2 separate regions of the Rattus norvegicus genome follow, and region 2 is linked to region 1. Evidence: chromatin contacts called from public Hi-C data. All regions are on one chromosome and are shown on one strand. Each heading gives the region's core, a stretch centred on a gene start, on an enhancer-like site or on the middle of the called end of the contact. The rest is flanking DNA. Distances are from core to core; before and after follow the strand shown.

What was found. A called contact is a pair of places that touch in the nucleus more often than the background predicts.
Region 2: a Hi-C map of frontal cortex shows a contact between it and region 1, with 1.7 times the contacts expected there. The contact joins the promoter of Zcchc8 here to the promoter of Denr in region 1. A contact is called at or near these places in 2 of 12 Hi-C or Micro-C datasets (frontal cortex and kidney).

The regions. Positions count from the first base shown.
Region 1 is chr12:38,343,261-38,346,561 of GRCr8, forward strand. It overlaps Denr (density regulated reinitiation and release factor), which reads right to left and starts at 1,480. Exons shown (of 8, transcript NM_001115046.2): 1 at 1,412-1,480; 2 at 600-702. The coding sequence starts at 693.
Region 2 is chr12:38,528,716-38,532,016 of GRCr8, forward strand. It overlaps Zcchc8 (zinc finger CCHC-type containing 8), which reads left to right and starts at 1,526. Exons shown (of 14, transcript NM_001400968.1): 1 at 1,526-1,750; 2 at 3,054-3,096. The coding sequence starts at 1,546.

The DNA of each region.
Region 1 (3,301 bases), core at 230-2,729:
CTCCCTGTACTGTAAGACTTGAAAGCTGCTCAAGGAGCTCATGGGTAAAGGTATCTGATGCCAAGCCTGAGGACCAGCATTCAATCCCAGGATCCACATGGCAGACATAACTAAGGCTCACAAAAGGTCCTCGACATCCACACATGGACCATAACACAAGTACACGTAAGAAGCACAAATGAAATTAAAATGTAATGGGGCAAAAAAACAAAAAAACAAAACAAAACAAACAAACAAACAAACAAACAAAAAACCCAAAAACCTGTTCAAGATTCTAGTCCCACATCAAGCTCCCCTCACCAGATCCCTCCTCACTCCAGTACTGGGACTGAACCTAGAGGTTTTGAACTTTCTGGACAAGTGCTGTGCCACTAAGTAACATCTCCAGGCCCTGCCTCTCCTCCTAACATTTCACTTCCTCAGCTTTTCCATACTTCTAATAACCCATGGGTCCTCACTAGGCCCACCCCTCTTCAACTAAGAATCCACCCAACCACAGAGACATTTGGGGGAGGTAACAGGACCAAATGTGAAGCTGTCAATACTGGGTATAAAAAAAAAAAATAAAAAATCAGTGAGCAAGTCACTCCAACACTTGCCTCCACAATAAAGGACTCGGAGAGGGTAATCCGCATCTAGCTTGGCACTGTTCTTCGTATCAGCCCCGCTGGATTCAGAAATGTCAGTAGCCATCTCACAAACCTGGAAACAAAACGACACAACTTCACGATCTGGGAGCTCGACCCCGTAAAGCGGCACTGGGGTGCAGTCTTAGCTTTCACCATGGATCCCTGAACACCAAAGCGGTTTTGATTCTATTAAAAAAAAAAAAAAAAAGGACACGAGTCTCATTAGATTCACTAATGATCAACTGCAGGCTTATCTACCTGGTCCAGGGGTTTACAAGGCAGCAAGAATAAATGGGCCATGAAGGCTCAGAGTTGGGGGCAGGGGCAAAAGGGACACCAGAGGAAAAGAGGAAGCGGTAGGGGGCAAATAATTGGGGTGGGTGACTTCTACAAAGACCGGGCAGGTCTGAGGTTGATATGGGAGGGATGCAAAACTGCAGTTAAAGGTACAGACATCTCTCTGCAGGACAGGGGCGAGTCACTCGAGGGTGCCCAGAATGCAAGGTGCGGCGACAGCAAAATACCGAAAGAGACCGAGCCAGGGGACGAGAATGGAAGTGCCACGGCCTGGAGAGATAAAATCGGGCCAGGACCAGGAAAAGGACCGGTAGCCCATAGGGAGGCTGAGGCTAAGGGGAGATCCCGGGAACGCCACAGGAGGCCCCCATGTGGGCGGGCGTGGAGACGCTCGGCCCGGCCCCCTTCCTTCAGGCAGCGCCTCGGCTGCCCTTAAGACGCTCCACCAGCTCCTCAGAAGCCACAGCAGCGCGAACGCTCGTTACCCAGCCGGTCGCACAGCCCCCGCCGCCTCCGCTCCCGCCAGCTGAAGCGACACATGCAACTCCTCTTCCCGGCCACAGCTGCCCGAAATCCGTCTGCTGGGCACGCTCGCGCGAGACAATAAGCCTTTATCGCGATATCCCGGCGGCCGCTAGGCGGATGTCGCGAGAAGCCTACGTGCTGGGGGAGGGCGGGGCGAAGAGGGAGGAGCATGCGCCCTGCGTTGAGCCTGGGTGAGGGGGCGGGACCGAGTTGCGTAGAGGCGGACGGCCAGTAGGAGGCGCACGCTACCTATGAGCAAGAACGAGCGAGCGGCTCTCGGTGTTCCTGCGCAGTGGGGCGTGGACTGGACGGGCACAGAGGCTCTTGAGTCACAGGTGACTCCCTGTTAGTGATGTGGGGAGCCTTGCCCCAGTGTCTGGGCTACATCCTAGAACCCCGACTAACCACTAGCCTGATGCATAAGTCACCCCTCGGCGGAGAGACTGTGGCTGGATGAGACATTGGGTTTTATTTCATTACGATTCCCTAAATAGGAATTACTCGTGCAAAGCTCATATTAATTACTGTTCAAATTTATATCATCAGGCTGACAACTATTTCCATATACTCCTTTGTGCATATCTCACCTTCTACGTGTTCTATACTGGAATTTTTCCATCCTGTCTCAGGATTTCTGGTTTTAACCACAGACGTCCTTGTTTAAGTTTTGCTTCCTTGTTTTTATTTTGGGGAAATCCCTCCATCTGCATCCTCAGCCCAAGTCCCACTTGTGAAACAAGAATGACACTGGGACAACTTTCAGAGCTCTGGTAGGAAGACAGTTGCTCTTTTGGTTAACATCGCCTCTGTCACATCCACAAAATTCACCTTCTCCAAATCCAGCTTCATTCACAGCCACTGCTGCGATCCCTTTAATTTTCTGCTTATAGCTTATTTTGCATGAACTAAGCTACCTGACATATGGCCCCATCTCTGGCATCGTCTACAAAGTTTAAAGCAGTTGGCCTGTAGCTCAGCGGTAGGTCATTTGCCTTGAATGGACAAGGCTCTGGATTCAATCGACAGACTGGAAATAAAAAGATTACACAACAAAAATGTACATTTTGCTGAGCATGGTAGTATGCATGTTAATCCCAACAACACCCAGAAGGCAGAGGCAGGTGGATATCAGCCTGGTTTACAGAACGAGTTCTAGGACAGCCAGGGCTAAACAAAAACCCTCTCTTTAAGTGTGTGTGTGTGTGTGTGTGTGTGTGTGTGTGTGTGTGTTTACCCAGACCTGGCCATCTATGCCTGTAGTTTAAGCAACCGAAACAGGAGGATTGCTGAGCTTGAGGTCACCCAAGGCTACACAGTAAGACCTATGTTTAAAAAAAAAAAAAAAGGAAAAAGAAAAGCACACCGTGACGCAGGGCTTGGGGTGGGGCCCAGTTGGTAAGCACGAAGACCTGAATCAAATCGCTAGGATCCATGTTCAAAGCCAGGCATGGAGACCAGTGAGCTAGCTTAGTGAACAGAGGACCAGCCGCACAACCTAGCAACCGGAGAGTTCGGTCCTTGGAACACACATAAAGGCCAGAGGTGAGAACCAACTCCACAGAGCTGTCCTCTGACCTCCACATGTATGCCGTGGCACTCCCAACCATAGAAAACCCCGATAGACTAGACAAGCAAACAGACATTTAGAGCCAGATGTGGCGCTGCATGTTACAATCCCTGTGCTGCAGAACTGGAGACAGGAAGACCCTTGGGGTTCACTGAGCACCCAGACTATGCTAGTTGGGAACTCCACTGCCAAGAATTCTGTGATGCCCCACCCACTCCAAATCTAGCCGCTACGCACAGCCGTGTAGCCACGCCCACTCAATAATACCTTCCCACAGGAAACG
Region 2 (3,301 bases), core at 276-2,775, 190 kb after region 1:
GCATTTTTTTTGTTCTTTTACTTATTATAATCATTCACTTAAAAAATGTAGCCACATTGTGATTTTTGTACTAGTTTTGGGAGATTTTGCTGGAAGATATTGAAAGAATAAAGATTTTAAACTATCCCCCACTGACCCTGCTGTGAGGACAAGTGCACCTCACAGCAAATAATAACATAACATGTTTTGGGGATGTAGCCTGGCTATAGGCACCACAAACCATCTGACCTCGATAAGGCCTGACTCAACAGTCCTGAGAAAAATGAGAATTAGGGCCAGCTTGCCCCAGAAGCAGGGTGGCCTAGAGTTGAACTGAGCCCAAGTTACAAACCAATGAAATTGCTTTGTGTGACTGTTGCTAACTGCCTATGTAATTTTCCCTATAAATCCCTTCCCCTAATTGGGCTCGGGGTTGACTCCTCTGTCTCCTGTGTGAGATAAGTGTCCTCCCCAGAGCTCTGGTTCCTCAAGTACACCTCTTGTTTATTACGTCAAGACCGGTTTCTCGTGAGTTCTTGGGGGTTGCATTGTCTCGAGATTTGAGTGGGGAGCTTCCCTACCCTGGTGGTCTTTCAATATAAGCTACTAGAGAAATAATAAAGTTGTTGAAGCTTTTTAAAGCCTTGCCTCCCCACGTGGTGTGTGTGTGTGTGTGTGTGTGTGTGTGTGTGTGTGTGTGTGTGTGTGTGTGTGTGTACGCGTGCTTGCGTGCTTGCTTGCTTAACATTAATCACCAACCCCTCCTTGGATCACTGACTACACTGCAGGAACTGGCCTCTGACAGAGACCACAACCATCCTGACATTATTATTCGTTACAGGTTATAATTTCTTGTGATTTTAACATGTGATGACGAATATCCATCCAAACCCAACTGGATATGAAAGCAGAAACATAATAAAAGGTTTTCTGATTTGTTTTTTCCTTCCCGTCCCTGATTGGCGTTCATGAGGATACATATATTACTTTGCCCTAGCGACGTGCCCCACGCATTAAAAGTAGTCAATATATGGTGAATGAATGAATGATGAACCTATAAAAAGCCTCCTTAGAGAAATCTAAGTGTAATAACCTAATCTTTCATTCATTTACAAACGAAATAAGCAAAATAAAGTATGTCTAAGAGTACACATGTCATCTGCGGCAAAAGTAGAATTCCTGTTTTCTCTTTTCGACATTGGGCAACCGCACCACAACTTGTCAAAGCCATATATCCGGCTTTGATTCTTCAGCTTTGGATGCCTAACGGAGACAATCCATATTGTTTTAACTCATTCGGAACCGTTTTAAAAAGGTTCAATCCCAGTGTGCAATGCAAACAATGAGACCAGTCGCTTAGAAACCACATATCCCAGGATGCCACGCTCCAGGACCCAGTCGGAAGGAGGCATGAGGGAGGCCTTGGCATTCTGGGAGTTGTAGTCTCCGGCCAGGTCCCGCCCCTAGACGGCTTTGGAGGCCTGTGTGTGGAGAAAAGCCTCTAGGGAGAGCGGTGCTGCCCTACAACCTTCGCACCCTGCCCTCGAATCTTTCCCACAATCCAAAATGGCGGCCGGTGTGGATTTTGGCGACCTAGAGCTATTCGAGGCGTTTGATCCTCAAGAGGAGTCGACCCCGAAGCCCGTTCACACCCGCTTCAAGGACGACGAGGAGGAAGACGACGACGACGATGAGAATGGGGTGGGTGACGCGGAACTGCAGGAGCAGCTTCGGCGCTGTGAGGAAACCATCGAGCAACTCCGCGCCGAGAATATCCTTCCGGCTTGTTGGGCCCTATCACCTGGCACTTGGGGTCTGTGCGGCGGCGGGCGGGGGCGCGGCGGAAATTCCAAGAGAATCCGCATTCTAAGTCATTTCTCCCGCGGCCCTGCCGGCTGGCGGGCGGGAAGTCTCGGTCCGGTTGCAACCGGGGCCTGCGCCCAAACCCTTGCTTGTGAGAATCTTCCTGTGCAGACCAACCTGGCCCCCCAGCTCAAAGCTGCTCTCCTGGGTGACTCCAGAACCATAACTGTTAGATTGGAAACACTTCTCTCCCAGTCTTTGAGGTCACCGTATTTTCTGTCTTTGCGTGCCAAGCTCAAGCAGAGACTAGTGTAGATGTGTGTTTGAAGATGCGGGTATCGCAGCCGCGGAATGGGATATTTGTGGAGGGGCAAAAGCTGAGTGCCCACTCTGATGCAGAATCGGGGGCCTTAAAGAGTTAGCATGCAAAGAGACTTGGTTAATTGTCGAGATTAGTTTTACATTTCTTGAGCTAACTCGCATCGAAGTGCTCTGGGAAAAACGCGCCAAAGTTCCCTTCGACTTTCTTAACATGATTATAACGTATGTGGATTTGCTGGTATGCTAATTTCCGTTCTTAGGTCGTTTTAGTTCAGGTAACTTTACTTTTAAAATTTATCCTGAATCCTGAGCATGTTTGACGTGTCAACTTTCGAAGTTAAAGTCTGATTTTTTTTTTTCATGATACTATTTTCCCGTGACACTTTGAAAACTTTTTTTTTTCTTTTTTCTTTTTTCTTTTTTTGTTCGGAGCTGGGGACCGAACCCAGGGCCTTGAGCTTGCTAGGCAAGTGCTCTACCACTGAGCTAAATCCCCAACCCCTGAAAACTTTTACAACGCTAGAGAGTTGGAAAGATTGTGCATTTCCTATCCATAAGTGTACTCTCACATTCTTGTTAACATTTTGCTATATTGCCTTTATAATTTACCATTTTGCTTTGACGATGGAAATTTTTCTTAAGTGATTGCTTTAGCTTGTTCCCAGAACACCACGATCTAACTGAAATTTTTGGTTGATCTCTTAGACTGTTTCTGAACTTCAGGGATCATGTCTTACATGTTCAAAGGGATGAATATCGTTTTAATGTTTAGGTCCAGTTGTCCTGTCCTCGGCGAAACATGTACCCAGTGTGTCTCCCCTCAAAATGCTTACAGGTCCTTCTTTACATTTATAACATTTGGATATCAAAAGTGAACGTTTTAGTGGCTGGATTTTATGACCTGCCTAATTGTACATCCTGAGGACTGATATTCCTTAACCAGTAATAACATCAAGAACTTAAAAGAAAGTTGAACATTCTGACAAGACCCAGGTATGAGATCTTGAAATGACACCTAAGATGCCCCTTTGCTGTTCATCTCTTTAGTGACAGCATCTTTGTAAAAAGTGTTTGTGGGATGTTGGTATATTCAGAATACCATGAAGAACTCAGTAAGGGTTCTTTATTGTTGACTTCTGAGTATAAAGGAATTCTGGTAAGTGGGTTAAGTAGACTTAATGGAGGTGGTTGGTTGACT